Linked DNA regions of Mus musculus: regions 1, 3 and 4 are each linked to region 2. A link is a contact called in public HiCAR-type data. All regions are on one chromosome and are shown on one strand. Each heading gives the region's core, a stretch centred on a gene start, on an enhancer-like site or on the middle of the called end of the contact. The rest is flanking DNA. Distances are from core to core; before and after follow the strand shown.

Region 1 (4,780 bases), core at 115-2,614, 2.7 Mb after region 2:
CCTGTTGGCTTTGTACACAGTGATCCGTAACTCAGCTCTCCAGAGTGAACATTGGTATTAAACAGTACTGAGCTTGCTAAGGACCCTCACAGGACTCAGTCTTCTGGCCTGCAAAATAGGGCTGGGGCAGGTTTGGCCAGAATCATCCTTGGGTTGGAAGAACCAGCTGCACCTGGGTCTGGAGCTCCTGTCTGAGCACTGGGGTCCCTATACCGCCCCGCGGGCTCAGCGGGAGGCTGCGCGGGACCATATTTAGTCAGGGGGAGCCAGAGCCCCGCTGGTATGCCACGCTGGGAATTCCTGTTTCGAGAATTGCGCCTGGCCTTTTTGGGTTGTCTCCCGCCCAGGCCCAGGAGGGAGGACCAGCCCGGGACCTCGAGGGTCCGCGCGCGGGGAGCGAGGCGTCCCCGGTCTGGCGTGGGGCCAGCTCTGCCTCGACTTCCTTTTATGGCCTGAGTGGTGTGTGTGCAAGGGGGGGGGGAGGGGGAGGGAGAGAGAGAGAGAGAGAGAGAAAGAAACTGACTTTAGGGACATAACAGATGAAATGATAGAGACAGAACAAAAATCGTCACAGGGAAATCAAAGCTAGAGTGTAATGGAGAGTGTGTCAGGTCCGACAAAAGAGACAGGGAGACAGGGACCTAGATCCATACAGGGCTAAGGGAAAGAGATTGAGAAGTATCCCTTGCTGAGGGGGGACAGCTGTGAACTTGCGGGGGACCAGCAAGTACCCCGCATTCTCTTAGGGTCTTAGCACGCATCCTCCAAGTGCCATAATGCACTCTTTCTCCAGCAGCACCCCGCTTTTCAACGATGTTCAGAGAAACCACGTTATTGGTTCCAGGCACCCTGGGATTATATTTAATTTTGGTTGTAGCATGAATGGAACTGCAAAGAACAAGTTAGGAAAAACAAGTTTCCCTTTCTTTTCCCACACATTCCCAGCAGTCACTGGAGGATATGCGGTGACCTGCTTTGCACCTTGCAGAGTTCAAAAAAAAAAAAAAAAAATCACCTTTCCCCTCCCTTTGCTAAACACAACCGCCCTCAGATCTAAGAGGTGGCAGGTGAATGAAGAGGGGATGAAGGAGAGTGGGAGGTATCAAGCCTCCAGTATGTATGAACAGGAAGAGGTTAAAATCCAGCTGGAATGGACCTAGGGGGAGAAATTCTCACGTTTCCCTACAGACTCTGTATACCGGATTCCTTTTCTGTAAGGACCCAGGATCTGGGTGGCTACAGGGAGCGAAGCCTGAGGCTGTGGGTCAGTGCGGCTCTGTTCCTCACCTGCAGGGGGCGCCGCGAAGGGAAGAGGATCCTCCCACTCTCGGACGTCCGACAGCCACCTCCCCTTTCCACTCTCAGATAGCGCTGACTCTATAAAGCCAGGCGTCCGAAGCTTACAGAGAGATTTGGACCATCCCAGCCTGGGATCAGTGCCAGATCCGAGCTCTCCATCCGGTGTCCTCCTGCTAATCCACCCCCGGAGTAGATCTGTAAGTAGAGTTGGTCCCTTAGGGGCAAGCCTGGGTGGTGGGTTTAAGCCTTCTAAAGCATCCTCCTGGGAGTGGGGACTCCAGGGGTCCTGATTGTTATCTCTTATAAGGACAATGGGAAGAAGCCGGGTACAGGATCATTCTAGACCTCCTGTGATTACTCCCCTCCCCCCCCCCACTACCCACCACGTCAAACCAGCATCCCCAGGTTGCCCATGAGCAGAACCACCTGGGAAAGTGGAGTAAGCAATTAAAGATTCTGGTGGCTGGGCCCAATTCCAGGTATTTTAAGACTAGAGTCTAAAAAACAAAATGGTCTACTTAAAAACCAACCAGTGTTTATAGGCTGCACAGTGGACAAATGTGCTGTGGTAGAGCACTGCGGGTCCTGGGTTCAAATCCCAGTATTTGGGATGGTGATCGGAACCCAAGGTTAGTCTGACTAGGTCATGGGATGGATAATCCACTGACCATTGCACAAAGTAACTCAGAAACATGGGTGAAAGTGTTGATAGTTCTGAGCACAGGCTGTGGTGTGTGTGTGTGTGTGTGTGTGTGTGTGTGTGTGTGTGTGTGTGTGTTTTCCATCTACTTAGGTGATTTTGCTGTGGATTGTTACTGGTAGACAAGGCTGCTTATTGTAAGATATGGCTAGTTTCTTTCACTCTGTTCCCTTCCAGACCCCAGACTCTGTGAATTAACAAGGGAGTTCTTCTCCTGGTTGGTTAGGGCCTCAGATGTCCAGGTGGGTGCGGAGGCTCCATTTGCCTCCCCACCCCCAGGTGCACCGAGTGAGCAGGCGCTGGGTTTGGGGCTCCTCAGTGGGAAGGTTACTCTTAGGACAGAGAGAGGAACTAGCAGGAGAAAGTTCTGCGATTCCAGTTCAGAATTGTTTGGAAAGCACCTTTCAAAGTTATGTCTGTCAGAGAACAAAAGAAACCTTTTAGAAAGCCGGGACTAGGCTGTTTAGGTTCTACCTCTAAGAACTGCGAGAAGCCATGGAGCTTGCTGGGAAAGAAGGGACGTCCGGCTGTGTTCAGCACACTGCTCTGCTCCGTTCTGTGTCCTCTGGTGAAGGTTCTTCTCTTGCTCAGTTTACTTCAAGATGCTATTTTAGACTTGACTTAAAGAAAGAGAGCTTGACCATACAGGTCCAAAAGTCTCTCATGGCAAGGAACACCTTCTCTTTTTTGATGTGGTTGATGGCACACTTAACAAGCCAGGTACTTAACAGCACTTCAGTGGAATCAAGTTATTTGAATCATTATATACACTTCATCACGAAGTTGATCATCTTGTCGTGACAGCTCTTTGTCTTTCCTGAAAACCAAAATTTGTTGGACTCCTGTTTCTGGTGGACTCCACCACTTTTTGAAGAAGATTGAAACCTTCTACCAATTTAAACTGACAAAGGCTGTTCCCTAGAGAGAAACAGATGTGGTAGGAGTCCATGAGGCTGGGTGACCCCAAAACACGCCCGTGCTGAGCCACCCTGGAGAAACCTGTGGGTTTGCTTCATAAGCACTATGGACTTTCATTGTTATATCTGAAATAGAGCCTCTCTTCCGTACAAGGTAGTCACTATGGATTTATCATTACTTTTCTGTGAGAGGCTGGGCTGGAGGCAGACATGCCCTTGTATGGTAGTGTTTTCTACGAGGCCATCCCCAGCCCCCTTGGCCAATCACCCAGCCTTGCTATGCAGCCTGGCTGGCTTGGGTTCTGGGTGCTTCACCGTCTTTCCCTGTAGAGATGGGGGGCACTTAGAAGACAGTGAGGCTCTTTTTTCCCTCTCTCTTCTTATTTGGAAGTTCTATTTGTATATTTTTTTCTGGTGGAAATTAGCTCCTGTCTTCCATACATTTAATAAGAACAGGTGGTATTTACATCTGATGAACCATTGAGTAATTTAGAAAACTATATCCTATTTCAAATACTCAGAAGGTCTTAACCACATTATTTTGCCAGGTATAGTGGCTCATGTCTATAATACTAGCATTTGGAAGGAAGGCTAAGGTGAGAGAATTAATGAGAGTTTGAGGCTAACCTGGAATACATAGCAAGTTCAGGCCATCCTGGACTACAATAGGAAACACTATCTCAGGAAAAAAAAATGGGAAAAAAAATCAAACCCCAGCCTAATGGTGCGCAACTTCAACCCCAGCATCTGAGAGGTAAGACGGCAGGAGTTCAAGGTCATATCAGCTGCTGAGTGAGTCCAAAGCCAGCCTGGGCTACCTGGAAATCAGCTGCTGAGTGAGTCCAAAGCCAGCCTGGGCTACCTGGAAATCAGCTGCTGAGTGAGTCCAAAGCCAGCCTGGGCTACCTGGAAATCAGCTGATCTTTAAAAATATGTTGTTGCTGTTGGCCTCCCTGATCATTTTCCCATCTGCAAAATGGGACTGTTGAGAACAAGCCAGTGTCTTAACGTTTTTTGTAGCACTTGCTTAGTCTTCTCAGAAGTCGAAGATCACTTAGCTAGGGTTGGATTCCCACGGCTGCAGCAAAAGAGAAAGGTTCATTAATTGGAGTCGCACAGTAGCCCTTTGGAATCAGTACTAATAGTCTTCCCTCCATTTCATAAATGTGGGCTTTGAAAACTTTGTTCTAGGGGGCTGGAAAGATGGCTCAGCTGTTAAGAGCACTGACTGCTCTTCTGAAGGTCCTGAGTTCAAATCCCAGCAACCACATGGTGGCTCACAACCATCTGTAATGAGATCTGATGCCCCTTCTTCTGGAGTGTCTAAAGACAGCTACAGTGTACCTATATATAATAAATAAATAAATCATTCATATATATCTTTGTTCTATCTATCAAAGATGGGGGCTCTCACAAACTAAGGTTCTTGTAACTCCAGAGCCTAAGGGATGCCCTTTTGGGAGCTTTCAGTAGATGACCCATTTGAAGGGTTTGACACAAGGCTGACACCAGCAAAGTTCATCTGATGGTAATTTATATGACTAGAGATGTTTAGGAGTGTGCTCTGTGTGACACAGCTGGTATCAATAAGCCAGAAAATCCAAAGTGTGGTCTTTCCCCTAAAGCAGAAACTTACCCCTAATTTTCCTTTTGTGTAAATCTTTTTTCAAAGCCAGCTCCTTTTTTGAAACCTCTCATGTTACCAGCATACTTTCTGACCAGTTCTACTAGCACAGTTGTGATCACTATTCCTTTAGACTCTTATTGGATCTCCTTCCTGTGCATGGTAGAAGTCTGCCTGGCTCTTACAGTGGCCCCTTTGCTCCCTGGTTCTCTTTTTGTCATTGGTGACATTTAATCACAT
Region 2 (4,914 bases), core at 427-2,926:
ATCTTCGTAATTGTATACTATGAGACATTTTGCTCATAAAAATATAACTATTCATGAGTCTTTTCTTTAAAAAAAAAAAAAAAGAACGTTAATTATTCTATCTTGTTAGCACACTTGGTGAAAACACACCTTTTCTGGCATTTCTAAAATTATGACTATTCAAATTTTAATGCATTTCTGAATAGACTTGTTCATCAGGAAAATATGCCGAAGTCCTGAGATTATTAAATCAAGGAGAGGCCTGTGCAATAGCTCAAGAGCTGAAGCATTTAAAACAGGATCTTTCTACAGCAAAGCTTGATTCTAGTTCTTCGCCCTGTAAAAGGACTTCCTTTCAATACCTTATCTGAAAAAGGCTGTCTTCTCTTTCCTCAAGATAGCTAAGTTAAATTAAACTATCTCAGAGACCTTCGATAAATGAACTTGTTTTAGTTAAAACAATACACTTCAACATTCCACATGCAGGAAATCCTGCAAGTGATCGTGCAAAAACTATTCTTGAACACTGAAACGTTATGGGGAAACGATCACAGTAATCGGGCTAAAACATATGGATACATTCACACTGTTAAGAGAGTACTCTTGAGGGTAACGACGGGATAATTTAAAGTCAAATTAGGACTAACTCCAAATACTTCTTAATAATTCTAGAGTGATGCTGGCTTATCCTTTCTGAAACACAATCGGTATATTTAAATCCATTTTGAAACTTCAAGATTTCAATATGTCCACAACCAACGCTGTGTCATTAACGGTTAAGCCCGAGGCAGAAAGCATCATTAGCGCTACTTAAGATATTTTGTGAATGCTGTTCACGTACACAGAAGAGAAGAAAAATATTTTGGTGCTCAGCACACAAGCCTATTATTCCGTCTTGCAAAACCATGGCCGCCGCCACCACGGACAAGCATCTAATACAATTCCTGGCTTTAATCTAATGTCAAGAGGCGGTGGCTATAATGCTATAAATTAGGAGACACAGTGTACTTCCGTTCCCGTCCCGAGGGAGAAGCCTCGAAAGTACGCGCTTTAAGACCAAGCCCCGGAGTCTTCGAGTCCTGGCCTCAATCGGGGTTGCCCCTCCAACCGCAAACGAGAAGCAGCAGAGGAAGACGAGGAGCAACACCTAAGCCTCGACCGGCTCCAGGACCCCGCCCCAGGGCTCCAGGAGTGAAGGCCAAGAAGCCAGGGGTCCGGGGCGCCGCAGAACGCGAGGCCAAGGCGCGGGAAGGGCCGTGGGTGCGTCCAGATCAGCCACAGGCAGGGGGCACAGGGTGACCGCGTGAGGCCGGGCCTGAAATCCAGCGCGGATACTCACCAAACCATGCCGTAGGCGCCTTCTCCGATGTACGAGAGGTTGGTGTAGCGCGGCCCTACGTCGAACACCTGCCCGCGGACCATCTCCGGGCCCGCCGCCGCCGCCGCCGCCATGTTGGCTGCACAGCCGCCGCCGCCGCCGCCGCCGCCGCGTTCGGTTCGACGCTTCGCGGCTGCCGCTCGACTTATGCTGCGCTTCCCGCAGGAACCGCGCTGCCGCCCGTGTAGCCGCCCCCGCCGGCGATCGGGAACGAGGAAGGAGGACAACACAGAGGAGAGAATTAACCGCCGGTAGAACCACTGCCAGCCTTCCTGCCTGACGGGCGGGCTACGAGTGGGAGGAGGGAAGGGTTCGCGTCGAAGGGCGCTAGGGCGGAGTCAAGGGCGTGCGTGTTGATTGGCTTCTCTTGGTAGAGAGGGCGGAGTCTCGCGGGTCGGCGGAAGCAGCGAGGTGAGGCAGGAGCACTGCGGCTGCGGGGGAGGGACGTCATGTGCGCTCGGAGACCCAAGCGCTGGGTAGCTCTAGAGAGCTAGGTTGGAATTTAGGCATAAGGACCCCACAGAGTCCCACCCACTGTCCTGGTGCTGTGCCTGGTCCAGAACGAACTCACACGGGACCAGGGACTTGGCTTGAGACCAGAGGACTCACTGCACACCAACCACGGGACCCCTGAGACAGACCTCTAAGAATACGTGGCCCACATTGTGCACTCTGATGAACTTAGACCATCAGAGTGGGACAGAAACCAAAAAGCATAACCCAGACCCAGAAAAAAACTTTCACCCTGTAATGAGCATAATTTTAAAAAATGCCTTTTAGACATATAAAACTAGATTAAGCAGGAATCCCACAGCATCCAAGGCTGCTCCTGATCCAGAGCTCAGTGACATCACTCACGCAAGATAACCAGATACAGTCCTAGAACCCCATGATGCCCACTGGACAGAATATAAGCAGAGACCAAAAGCAGTGATTTGCTCTACACATCTGGAGAGATACACCTTGATCTGCTCTGTGGCTAGAGAATCCACTCCCCCCCCCCCCCCCCCCCCCCCGCCAGGGTCCTGATCCTCAAATCAGAAACCTGATCTGAAGCTAAGATAGGTGACACAGGTGACCTTGGGGAGACAGGCTTAGGACTGTAAGAAATTTAGACTGTAAACCTTGCATGATGACCTTCAGCATAATAAAATATAACTTTTGTTATACTAACTACATATATCTACCTTCTTGCCCGTGACACACACCTAACAGTGTGAGACATAAGTAAGCAGAAACCAAAACACAAGACATTGAATCCCCTAATTAGAGGTTTGTTCAAGAAGATTTGCTGAATATCTACGGCACTGGAGCCAGCCATGCTTCCAGAGTGAAAAGACAGACAAAATACAATATTTGCACTTAAGTGTTGTGAAGAAATAAAAAGCCAAGGGAAAGTATAGAGAGCTGTGGGTAGGGACACTGGAAAAAGACATAGAAATTTGGGGACTCGGGTCCAGGTGTTGTGCAACAGTTTCCTGAAGGACTGAAACATTCTATGAACTTGAAACATTCTAACTTGAGGGGAAGCTTCTGAAATAGTAAACTAAAAACTAAAAGCAGCAAGGCGGCATGGTGCCTCACACCTTGATTCCCACCACTTGTGAGGCAGTGGCAGGCAGATCGCTTATGAATTGGAAGCCAGCCTGGTCTACAGAGTGAGTTCCAGGATAGCCAAGAATATGCAGAGAAACCCTGTCTCAAAAAAACAAAACCAATCAAAAAACTCAAAGGAGTTTCAGGAAGTCCTTAAAACTGACCAGATTCACTAGGCCCCTCCCACCAGAGTAAGCAATAAAAGCTGAGAGTCCCTCTGAGATGGAGCTCAGGTGAGCTGCAAAGACTCTTGAGACCAGCTACCTGGAAGAGGCAAAACCCTGCCTGCTGCCTGGTAATGGTTTAGACAAACTTATGCACTCGGAAGGACACTCTTCAACTTCAGCAGCATCCACACTTTGGTCTGTTGTGAGCTCCTGTTTGTAGTGAGGAAACCTGTGTTGTGTCTCCCCAGGAAAAGTTTTGTCACAGATGGGTATACTGAAACACAGCATAGTTAGAATGGCTAAAACATCTGAACAAGATTTAGAAAAAAAAAACCAACCAACCAAACAAAAAAACTTGATGTCATGGGTCCGAACCAGTCACAAACACCACTAAACTGAAGGATGAAATTGGAATCTTAAAGTTGGTGGATGCCCAGACAAAGCAGAGCTAATGAGATTATAAGTGACTACCACTGTCTCCTGAGCCATCCCTGGAAGCAGACTCCTGTGTGGCCAACATGGAGATCTAACTTAGAGACATCAAGTCTGGCCTTCTAGACATCAATAAAGATTAACTAGGCAATCTCAAAGATAAAAAAGTAAATCTTTAATAATAAAGGGAAGAACTGGGGTGTTCCTCAGTGGAGGAATGCATACTAAGCATATGGCAAGTTTTTGATTCTTTAATCCTTCAAAATGTTTTAGTCCATTCAGCAGAATCTATTTCAGAAGAAACCTAATACCATGGCTCTATTAAAATGTATTTTTTAAAGACCAGGATAGATGGATAGTATCATGAAATAAAAACCCCACGAATTAACATAAAATTAGCAGCTGAAACAGTAAACATCTGATGACACAGAAGAACAAGTCAGCAGTATAAAAGGTAGATATTAGGAAAGTTTGCAAAATCATTAAAACCGCTAAAAAAGAAAACAATCTAGGATAGTATTGCATGCTTTTAATCACAGCATTTGCTCAGACAGGGCTCCATACTAAGACCTGTCTTTAAAAGCAAGAAAGAAAATAATTGAGATAATTGTAGGAATTCAAACTATATATATCCAAAAATAAAACTGAGGCAATTGGGCTGGAGAGATGGCTCAGCGGTTAAGAGCACTGACTGCTCTTCTGATGGTCCTGAGTTCAAGTCCCAGCAACCACATGGTGGCCCACAACCATCCATAATGAGATCTGACGCCCTCTTCTGATGCATCTGAAGACAGCTACAGTGTACTTAGATATAATAATAAATAAATCTTTAAAAAAAAAAACTGAGGCAATCAATTAGAAACAATAATCAAAATGGAAGAAAACTTTCCTCAGACATACAAGTAGAAAATTCAATGGGTTCTCGGGGTTCCAGAAAATTAATAAGCAGAGGTCAACTTGTGTTAGTTACTTATCCTGTTTCAGTGTTTAAATGCCCTGACAAAAGCAATTTAAAGGAGAAAGGGTTTATTTTGAATCCCAGTTTGAGAATACGGTCCATCCCGGTTAGAAAGCCTGGCTCAGGACTTGAGGTGGCTGCTTACATAAGCAGGAATCAGAGAGTGGTATATGCTAATACTCAGCTTTTAATAACCCCCTGTTTAATATAGCCTAGTACTTCAGCCCAGATCAGTGCTCTCCATAGTTAAGGTGAGTCTTCCAACTTCCATTAACATAATCTGAATAATTTCTCACCAGCACGCCCAAAGTCTGTCTCCTAGGAGATTCTAGATTCTGTCAGATTGACAGTATTAACCATCACACAACTTTAAGACAGAATCTGGGTGGGTGGACACATTTTTA
Region 3 (4,581 bases), core at 720-3,219, 2.6 Mb after region 2:
TGGTGTGATTACAGATAGGTGCACACCAGGCCAACCAACCCACTCTGTTTTGTGTTTGGATTCTCTAGCTACACATAAGTTCTTGCTTGCCAGTGGCCCTCTCACCCATTCTGATTCCAGGACTCCAGAAACAGGGTGTCCATCAAGCCTAGACCAGTGAGAGAGAAGAGGGGCCGAAAGGAAATCTGCAAGATGAGACTTAAGGGAGGATGGGAAGCTGCCTAAGGGGAAGGCCAGCCACCACTACTGCCAAACACAATCCATCCATCTTCATTTTCTGTGGCAAAAAGTTCCAAGAAGGAAAGAACACCAAGTCAGGCTTCTTGGGTAGGCTTTTTAGCATATTAGAAGCTAGAGAATACCTCCCAACATTTCCTAGTCATCACTGCGCAACAATAGGATACATCCAGATGTGAACTGGTGAGAGGCTTGAGGACCTCAGAACCCACACTGTGGAAAGAGAGTTCCACACAAGTCTGATGTGCGCATGTGCCATGGTATGCATACACTCAAACATACACACACACACAATATATGTATGTGTGTGTTATATATATGCAAAAATAAAATATGCAAACTGGTAGAAAATCTAATGTCTACTTCCCCTCCACCATAAGAGAAAAAAGAAATTCAGGAAATACTCCAGCACCCATGTTAGTGACCCAGATCCCCCTGAGTTCTTGCAAAATAACCTCGTTGTCTCTACACTTGGCACAAGGGTAGAGGACACACAGTGTTCCTGTGTGGCAAACAGGCACCTATCTCTTGCAGACTCCCGAATGTAAATCACAAGCTCTGTTTCCAGCTCTGGAGAAACCTCCAACCTCTTGGCTTTAAAATGAACCATTTATCCAAGTATGGTAAGTTTCTCAACCAAAATTGGCACCCTCCTCACCCAAAAGTCTCCCAGGGGGCCTTCAGGGGTCATCATTCCTAATGCAGTCTATCACGGAGGTACCACAAAACAGAACAAATACTTGTGGGCGCTAACCATCAGCTGCTAAGAAACAGGGATGTTTTTCTTGTTTCTCAAACAAAAAGAAAAGTCATTGTGTCCAGGGTTTCCTATTGTAGTCACTAATAATCAGGACAATGTGATGCAGGAGTGTTCTGGAATAACAGGCAAATCGCATTACAGGAACAGCATTACAGGAACACGAAATACACAAGCACTGGAGATTAGAGCAGTCAGCCAGGGAACCCAGCCTAGGATCATTTCACAAGAAAGCTACCTGGAGAGGGCCTGAAGTCCCCGGGACATCCCCAGAGCAGCGGAGTCTCTCTGACTCAGAGTAGAAGGCACTCTCCTGGTTACAGAGTCCAGGGCATTTTCCACTGCACCCCAAACCTACAAAAAGAGACAGAAAGGCCCTTCTCCCCTCTCTTGGCTTTTCCTTATTTCCTTAAAGTTCCCTGATAGCATTTAGGCAGAAAGGAGAGAGGATGAGAAAAAAAAACATGAAGCCAGAGTAAACGAGAGGTAAAACAAACAGTGGGGAACCCCAACACAAGCGATGGGAAGTCCCTTTCTAGAGTCTGGGCTCCTGCACGGTGCTCTATGATAGTGTGTGCGCGGTAAACGGAGATCCTACCCCCACAAAACACAGAAAATCCCCAATTTGCTGCCTCCAGATCTGGCGTCCCTTCCCGATGGCAGAACCCCAAAGCACAGAGGCACCTCCCCGCACACACCCAGCTCTCCCGGAACCCGGTCCCCAGAGTAAGAGAGCGGCGGCTACGCCGGGGCCCGGGTGGCGAATCCCCGCGTAAGCAGAGCAGGGCTCCGGCTAGGGGAGCAGCTGGGTCCGCGCGTCCCAGCGTCCCCCCACGTCCTCCGAGTCCCCGGTCGCCCCCGCGCCGTCCCCCGCGGCCCACCACCTTACCCAGAGTGGATCGGAGCCATCAGCGCTGCAGAAGCTGCGCAGCGCCATGCGGGCGGCCGGCTGAGCGAGGAGGCGCAGCGCCGCGCGGTTGGCCCGCGTCACCGGGATGCAGCCCCGCCCCACCCCGCCCCGCCCCGCGCGTGGGAGCGAGCACGGCCACGAGTTGCCCTGGCCTGGGCCTGCAGGCCTCGTCTGCAGCTCCCACTCACTGGCGGCTCCTAAAGCCGACACGGCCCGGAAGAACCCCGCACTGGGCCCTCCACACCTGGGCTTCATCCCAGGTGACCCTAACTGTACCGCTGGCCCCCCGCTGCGGGAGAACGCTCGGTGCTTGCGTGATTTTAGGGCTTTTTCCTTCAGTTGCACCTGGAGGGATATGGATGTGAGCTCCCAAGAAAGGAAAGAGAACAGATAAGGAAACTGAGGCTCAGAAAGGTGAGGAAATTCGCTCAGAGTCCCTCAACGAGTAGAAGTGTAGTTCGTTTGAATCAGGAGCCCTATGAATCCATTCTAAACACTGAGATCTCCATCCTGAACACCAGTTTGCCACCCCTCCTCCATGGTCTGCAAAGCACCCTGGGAATTTCTCCCATTCTGAGTGCAGCCAGGAAATAACTCATTTCCTTATTACTTGGTATGAGGAATTTGGGGACAGGGTTTCATATAATAACTAAATCTGGCCTCTAAAGCACTATGTAGTAGAGGATGAATGACCCTGAACTTGTGAGCCCCTCTGCCTCCATTTTTTTTTTTTTTTTTTTTAAGACAGACTGAAGTTTCTCTATGAAGCCCCTGGCTGTCCTGGAACTCAATTTGTAAACCAGGCTGGCCTCGAACTCAGAGATCTGCCTGCCTCTGTCTCCCAAGCTCTGGGATTAAAGGTGTGCATCACCTTTCCTCCACTTCTTATTACCCCAGCCACCTGGGGCGCTGACAACAAAACCCAGGCTTCCTCCTAGGTTTTGTTGTCAGCAGGAACCACTCCACCAGCTGAGCTATGTATACCCCTGAAAAAATATTTTAATTTAAAAAGTAATAAAGAAAATGAGTAAGATAAACAATTTTTGAAGGTCAACCACAAGTCAGGTCCCCCTCAGTATGAATAAGAGTTTGGTGGTGGTGGTGGTGGTGGTGGTGGTGGTGGTGGAGGTGGTGGTTGTAGTAACAGCATTTACTTCTATGTGTGTATGTGTGTGGGTGTGTATATAAACTTGTGCTTGTGGAGGTCAGGACAGCCTGGGAGAGTTGTTTTTTGTGGAACTTTGTGGATTCCAGGGAGCTAACTCAAGTCATCAGGCTTGGCAGGAAGTTTCTTTACCTCTGTGAATAAGTTTTTTAAAGATAATTACTTTCAGGTAACAATTCTCAATGCACTGTTACCCATATTTATTGAGCATCTGCTGTATAGCAGGAGTCTTGCTAGGCTCTAGCAAGCTAGCAGCTGGAATATGCTCAGATCTGACAGACGGGAAAGTGGAGCTGTATTTTCATGTGTTTTAGTGATAAGGCAACAGATCTTAATGACATGCTTTCATAATCGGAAAGTGTATTTGAAACTGTTGCAAGATCCAGGAAGGGGATAAAGAGGATCAAGGGGGCCAGGCCTGCTCAGGTAAAAGTCTAGAAGGCTTTCTGAAAGAAAGCTTTTGAGCTAAACACAAGCATGGTTGGGATTCCAGCCTGGGCTGGGCTGTGTCTTGAGCTGAGGAAAGCAGCCTATAAGAAAACTATGAAGCAGCCAAGACTGGTGGTGAACGCCCACGATCTCAGTACTTGGGAGGCTGAAGGAGGATCTTGAGTTCGAGGCCAACCAGGACTGCATGAGACCCTGACACAAAACGTAGAACAGAGCAGTTCTGGTGACAAAGCTTAGCTGGGTAAGTACTACTGCACAAACCTGAGAACCTGGAGTCTGGACTCCAGCATCCATGTCAGAAAACGCCCATGTGTCAGGGCACATCTGTAATGTGGTCCTGGGGAGATGGAGACAGGCAGATTCCTAGAACTCAACAGCCAGTCAGCCTAGCCCAGTTGTGAAGTCTAAATTCAGTGAGAGATGCTGTCTCAACAAATAAATCAGAGACAGCCAGTGAGATGGCTTATCCAGCAAAGGTGCTTGCATGCAGCTCTGACAACCTGGTCTCCCAAGCCCACAAGGTAGCAAGAGAGGATCGACTCCTGAGGCTCTTCTTTGACCATCACTAGTGCTCCAGAGCACATCTGCACCTGCACTCACACATATACACAAAATAAATTTCATTTCATTTGAAAATTAAGGGGAAAGGTTGGGCAGGGCTCCACACACCTTTAACCCTAGCACGGAGAAGGCAGAGGCAGGTGGCATGAGTGAGAGACACTCAAAAGAAGCAAAAGCAGGGATATTACACAGACAGGCATAAGCTTGAGCGAAAGGGGACGGAGCCAGAGTCCATAGATAGTGAACAGGTGACAGAGTGTAACACTTCTGTCCAGTGGGATGGCCTGCATTTCACACAGGAAATTCTGCCCTAGAACTGCATGGATAAACTGAGGGTGTTGTGGTGTAGGAGACCCAGACATCCTCCTGCCTCAACCTCTGAGGGGCTGGGACTATCAGTGTGAACTGTGCATGGTGCTTTTTTTATACTTTTTCCATGTGAAACGTCTGTTCTATTTAAATTGATTGCCACAGACCCTGCCACGAAGGGGGCTGGGAGAT
Region 4 (4,675 bases), core at 1,255-3,754, 2.8 Mb after region 2:
AGGAAGTCAGTTTGGACCACAGTCTTTTAAAAACACCATTATAATAGGTGTTAATACCAGGTTGCAGTTCACATAGCTTTGTGCCTGCTATCTTAAAAACAGAGTGGTGGTCCACGCCTACAATCCCAGCTACTATGACATGTGAAGCAGAGGATTTCTAAATGTGAGTCCAATCTGGACAACTTAGAAAGACCAAGACTCTTATCTCAAAAATAAAATTGAAACAAAGCACTAGGTAACCAGCTCAGGCAGGGGAGACCTCGGCTAAGGCACATGGGTTTAATTCCAAGTCCTATCAAAAACCAAGAGAATATGGTGTGCATTTATATTACTCATGTGTTGGTAACTTGCTTTTCAATGCCTTGGTGCTTGCTATCTTACGCCTCTGTGGACCAATTCAGGGACCACACAAATATGTTTGGTAGGGCAGGGGAGATGGCTCAACTAGTAAAAGGCTCTCATACAAACACGAGAGCCTGAGTTCAAATACAAAACACCCATGTAAAAAGCTGCACACTGGTGTTCTACAATCCCAGTGCTAGGTGTGGGGAGACAGAGATAGGCAAGATCCCTAAAGTTCAGCGGCCAGCCAACCTAGCCCAACTAAGGAGTTTCAAAAACTTAAAATAAATCAATACAAGAGTTAAGATGGAAAACAACAGAAGAAAGAGTCCTCTTATAGACTTCTGGTACTCCACACAGTACCTCTATGCTAACAAGTACACACACCACACAAAATTCAAAAAGCAAATTTTAAAAAGTACCTGTTTCCCGTAAGGTGGTTTTACACGTCTAAGAATTCATTTCAGCACGGGGTTTCTGTGTATGTGCAAAGTATTCCTGTGCATGAGGAGCCAGAAGTGGGGTTTGTGTGTGTGTGTGTGTGTGTGTGTGTGCAGGTGTTTGTGTGCATGCAGGGTCAGAAGTGACATCAGGTGTCTTCCTCTATCACTCTCCACCTTTTTAATTTTATTTATTTATTTATTTATTTATTTATTTTTGAGGTAAGGTCTCTCATTGAACCCAGGGCTCACATTCTCCTGCACTGGGCAGCAAGCCTCAGGGCCCCCCTGTCCCCCAAGCTGGGTACTGCAAATCACAGGTGTGCACCATCACACCAGCTTTTTGGTGCTGGGGACATCACTTAGGTCCTCACACTTTGAAATAAGAACTTTCAGTCCTTAGGATTGGTTTTGTTGGGAGGAGTCCCCCAAAATTAAGTCTACAAAACTGTCTGAGAACACACACAAGTCACACACCTCTAATTTCAAATTTCTAGGAAAGAAATAAAGTGATGTCTGAGTGAAGAAAGCTAGCCAAGCTGATCACCAATACTCGATGCCAATATCGAATGAACCAATACCCTTCTCCAGCCCAAGTTTATATCTCTCTCAAATAAACAAGACGTGAATGGGAGCCAGGTGATGGTGGACACCTCTAATCCCAGCACTTGGGAGGCAAAGGCAAGAGAATCAACTTGAGTTCGAGGCCAGCCTGGTCTATAGAGCAAGTTCCAGGTCAAACACATCAAGAGTCAGTCACTAAGCCTAGCTTGTCTTCTTGCTGCTTAAGTACAAAGACATGCGACTTCAGAGGGGTTGGAGGGTTGGTCATAGTTCTGTAAGTTCCTCTTACTGAACTCCATATGGAATTCTGAAAGGGGAATTACTTAAACCTCAAAACGGGCTGAATACCAGTGTGCTGGGGAAGAGAAGTGCGTGGTCAGATACCCTCAGGCTCTGGAGTAGTTTCTATCAGACTATACTTCAAAAGCACCCCTTCTGAGTCCTAAAATGTTATCCTAACACACAATACACAGAAACAGGTGGCAGAGCCAATTACAAACCTCCACCCAGCTAGAGAAGTTGAGCGAGGATCCGGCTAAAGCGCAGAAGGATGCACAACCTGGCAAAAAGTCGAGATGATTTAGGAAATATGAAGTCGCTCCGGAGTCAAGGTGACTCCGGGTTGCCCAGGACCTCAAAGAGGTAGAGGTGAGCTGGGCCAACATCCAAGGTGTGGGGTAAGCACTCTCACCCTTTGTCGGATAAAGTTTATCCGATCCAAAGTGCTGTCTAGGGAAATTTGAAACGTCCAGCGGCCGAGACCTATAGGCATCGAGGGGAAGGTTGGATATAGGTTGGTATCCGTGCGGCAGCAGTTGGGGACCCGGAAACTGTGGGGTGAAGGGGCAGACTAAGAACTCGGGGGCCTTGGGGCGGCGTGGGCATGGGTCTTGAGGACGTTCGAGGATAGAAAAGCAGCCAGCAGAAGAGGAACGGAGTTGGCCAGGGCGAGCGGCGGAGCTCACGGATGGAAGGTGGAAAGCTGAGGAGGGCAGGTGTGGGGGACACGTCGGATGGATGCTGCGGGCGTGGCGGAGACCCGCCCGCAGCCTGGCTCCACTTACCCAGCCCGGGCGGCGACGATTCCAGCGAGGCGCGGGCCGGCAGGCCTTTCTTGCCCTCCAGCCTCGCCGGTACTGCGCGGTGCGCGCCTCCCATTGGCTGCCGCTCTCGGGACGCGTCTGACTCGGCCAATCAGCGCAAAGAAGCGAGGTTTGGAAACTTTTTCTCTCTAGGCCCGGGCGCGGCTGGGCCAAGCCTCGGTGGGGGCGGGAGGGGCCGCAGGAGGCGCAGGCCACTGGCCCGGAAGGCGGGCGTGGAGAGGGCCTGCTGGCGGCTCGGTACTCGCCGTGCCACGCACTCTGGAACATCCGCACGCCTCTCCTTCACACTGGTTGCATTTATCTGCTCTTGCTCTTGCCCAAGAATAGACAAAGGAGCAATTGGTCGGAGAAACCCGGGCATTAGGAATAGCTGATATTGGGTTACACTTGTAAGTGCCCTACCCGATTCCAAAAATGCTATACTAGCCCAGAATGCACAAAGACAAAAACAGGCATAGAGAACGACAAACTTCCGCCCAGCCCACAGGACCCTTGTTATTCCACAACTTTACACCCCAAATAGAATCTTTAACTGTTGTGGCTTCTTCTGAGACAGAATAGTTTAATGTGAAAGAACTTGACTTTGAATCCTAACTCCGCCGCTTACTAGCTATGTGTATTTGAAACAAGGTATTTAATTACTCGTGGATAAAATGGTCGTCGTCGTCGTCCCCCCCCCCCCCCCCCGAGCTAAATAAATAAGTTTACAAGACTTTGTGCAGTGCTTTGTAAATAAGCCGGGCAGTGGTGGAGCACACCTTTAATCCTAGCACTCGGGAGGCAGAGGCAGACGGATTTCTGAGTTTGAGACCAGCCTGGTCTACAGCGTGAGTTCCAGGACAGTCAGAGCTACACAGAGAAACCCTGTCTTGAAAAACAAACAAACAGGGCTGGCGAGATGGCTCAGGGGTTAAGAGCACCCGACTGGTCCCGAGTTCAAGTCCCAGTAGCCACATGGTGGCTCACAACCATCCATAACGAAATCTGATGCCTTCTTCTGGGATATCTGAGGACAGCTACAGTGTACTTACATATAATAAATAAATAAATCTTTAAAAAAAAAAAAAAGTCATCATATGGTTGCTAGGAATTGACCTCTAGGAGATCAGTGTTCTTAACTGTTGAGCAATCTCTCCAGCCCCTTGTTTTTTCCTTTTTTGAAACACTTTTCCTATGTAACTTGGGCTGGCCTCAAATTTCTGAGTATTCCCTTAGCCTTATTTTTCAGTGGGATCACAGGCCCAGCTAATAATAATTTCTTAACGTTAAGCCATTAATTGTTCATTAATTATTAAATACTATTAGGCACAGGTAATTTTACAACCTGGTGACTAAGACAAAGAATCTGATCTTAAAGGGTTAATACAGTAAACGGAAACAGAATTTCAGATGCCAAATGTTGCTGAAGACTATTTAGAGACTGGGAAGCCAGAGAAAGGCATAGTTAGCTTACATTTCTGGCAGTGTTGGCCTTGAACCTAGGCCCTTGGCCATGTTAAGCAAATACTGTATCATTCAGCTGTATCTCCAGCCTCCTAGAATTGTTTAAAAGATGAGAAAAAGGGTACAGGAAATCCAAGTGTTTCGATTTTGTACCTAACAAAAGGAGCTTCAGAAGGCTCTTTTTGACTCTTACAATCATGTTCTGTTCCCCTGGGCTACACAAGTAATGCCTCCTGCCCCCTGCCCCCTGCCCCTCTCCTCAGTTTTGTTGGTTGAACTCAATACCTTACCCACTCTAGGTAAATGCTCTACCACTGACCTATACCTTCAGCCCCCTTTTTTCTTTTCTTTTCTTTTTCTTTCTTTCTTTCTTTCTTTTTTTTTTTTTTTTTAGTCAAATTCCTTCTAAGATGCCCAGGCTGGACCTAAGCTCACCCTGTAGCCTGGATAAGCTGAATTTGTAATTTTGTCTCTACCTTTGAAGGAGCTGGGATCAAAGTCCTGGGCTACTGTAGTTGGCTTTGCTCTTTTTTTTTAAAAAAAAATTCTGTTCATTTTGTTTGTAGCTTTTGTGCTGTGACCAAGCTGAGAGTTTGACTTCTCTTCCTTTGATCCTGTCCTCATGGGTGGTAGAGGAGAACTCTGTTTAGTAACTTAGGTCTTTGGGGAGTTGAATCAAATGCAAAGTATCCAGTGAAACACCAATAATAAATCTCTGTTATCTTTGTTTCATAAATGTGAAGATTATTACTGAGCAAAGGAAAAAAAAAGGAAGTTGGTTTT

The links. HiCAR-type assays count read pairs that join an accessible place to other places.
Region 1: a contact with region 2 is called in a HiCAR-type map of astrocytes, with 5 times the contacts expected there. The contact joins the promoter of Myh11 here to the promoter of Mapk1 in region 2. A contact is called at or near these places in 1 of 39 promoter capture datasets (cranial neural crest) and 1 of 115 datasets of contacts at active chromatin or transcription factors (astrocytes).
Region 3: a HiCAR-type map of astrocytes shows a contact between it and region 2, with 5 times the contacts expected there. The contact joins the promoter of Abcc1 here to the promoter of Mapk1 in region 2. A contact is called at or near these places in 2 of 39 promoter capture datasets (cranial neural crest and second pharyngeal arch cranial neural crest) and 1 of 115 datasets of contacts at active chromatin or transcription factors (astrocytes).
Region 4: a contact with region 2 is called in a HiCAR-type map of astrocytes, with 4 times the contacts expected there. The contact joins the promoter of Nde1 here to the promoter of Mapk1 in region 2. A contact is called at or near these places in 1 of 39 promoter capture datasets (liver), 1 of 484 Hi-C or Micro-C datasets (uterus) and 1 of 115 datasets of contacts at active chromatin or transcription factors (astrocytes).

The regions. Positions count from the first base shown.
Region 1 is chr16:14,287,992-14,292,771 of GRCm38.p6, reverse strand. Myh11 (myosin, heavy polypeptide 11, smooth muscle) reads left to right here and starts at 1,364. Exons shown (of 41, transcript NM_001161775.1): 1 at 1,364-1,496.
Region 2 is chr16:16,980,144-16,985,057 of GRCm38.p6, reverse strand. Mapk1 (mitogen-activated protein kinase 1) reads right to left here and starts at 1,676. Exons shown (of 9, transcript NM_011949.3): 1 at 1,319-1,676. The coding sequence starts at 1,431.
Region 3 is chr16:14,358,946-14,363,526 of GRCm38.p6, reverse strand. It overlaps Abcc1 (ATP-binding cassette, sub-family C (CFTR/MRP), member 1), which reads right to left and starts at 1,969. Exons shown (of 31, transcript NM_008576.3): 1 at 1,884-1,969. The coding sequence starts at 1,931.
Region 4 is chr16:14,161,104-14,165,778 of GRCm38.p6, reverse strand. It overlaps Nde1 (nudE neurodevelopment protein 1), which reads right to left and starts at 2,504. Exons shown (of 9, transcript NM_023317.2): 1 at 2,411-2,504.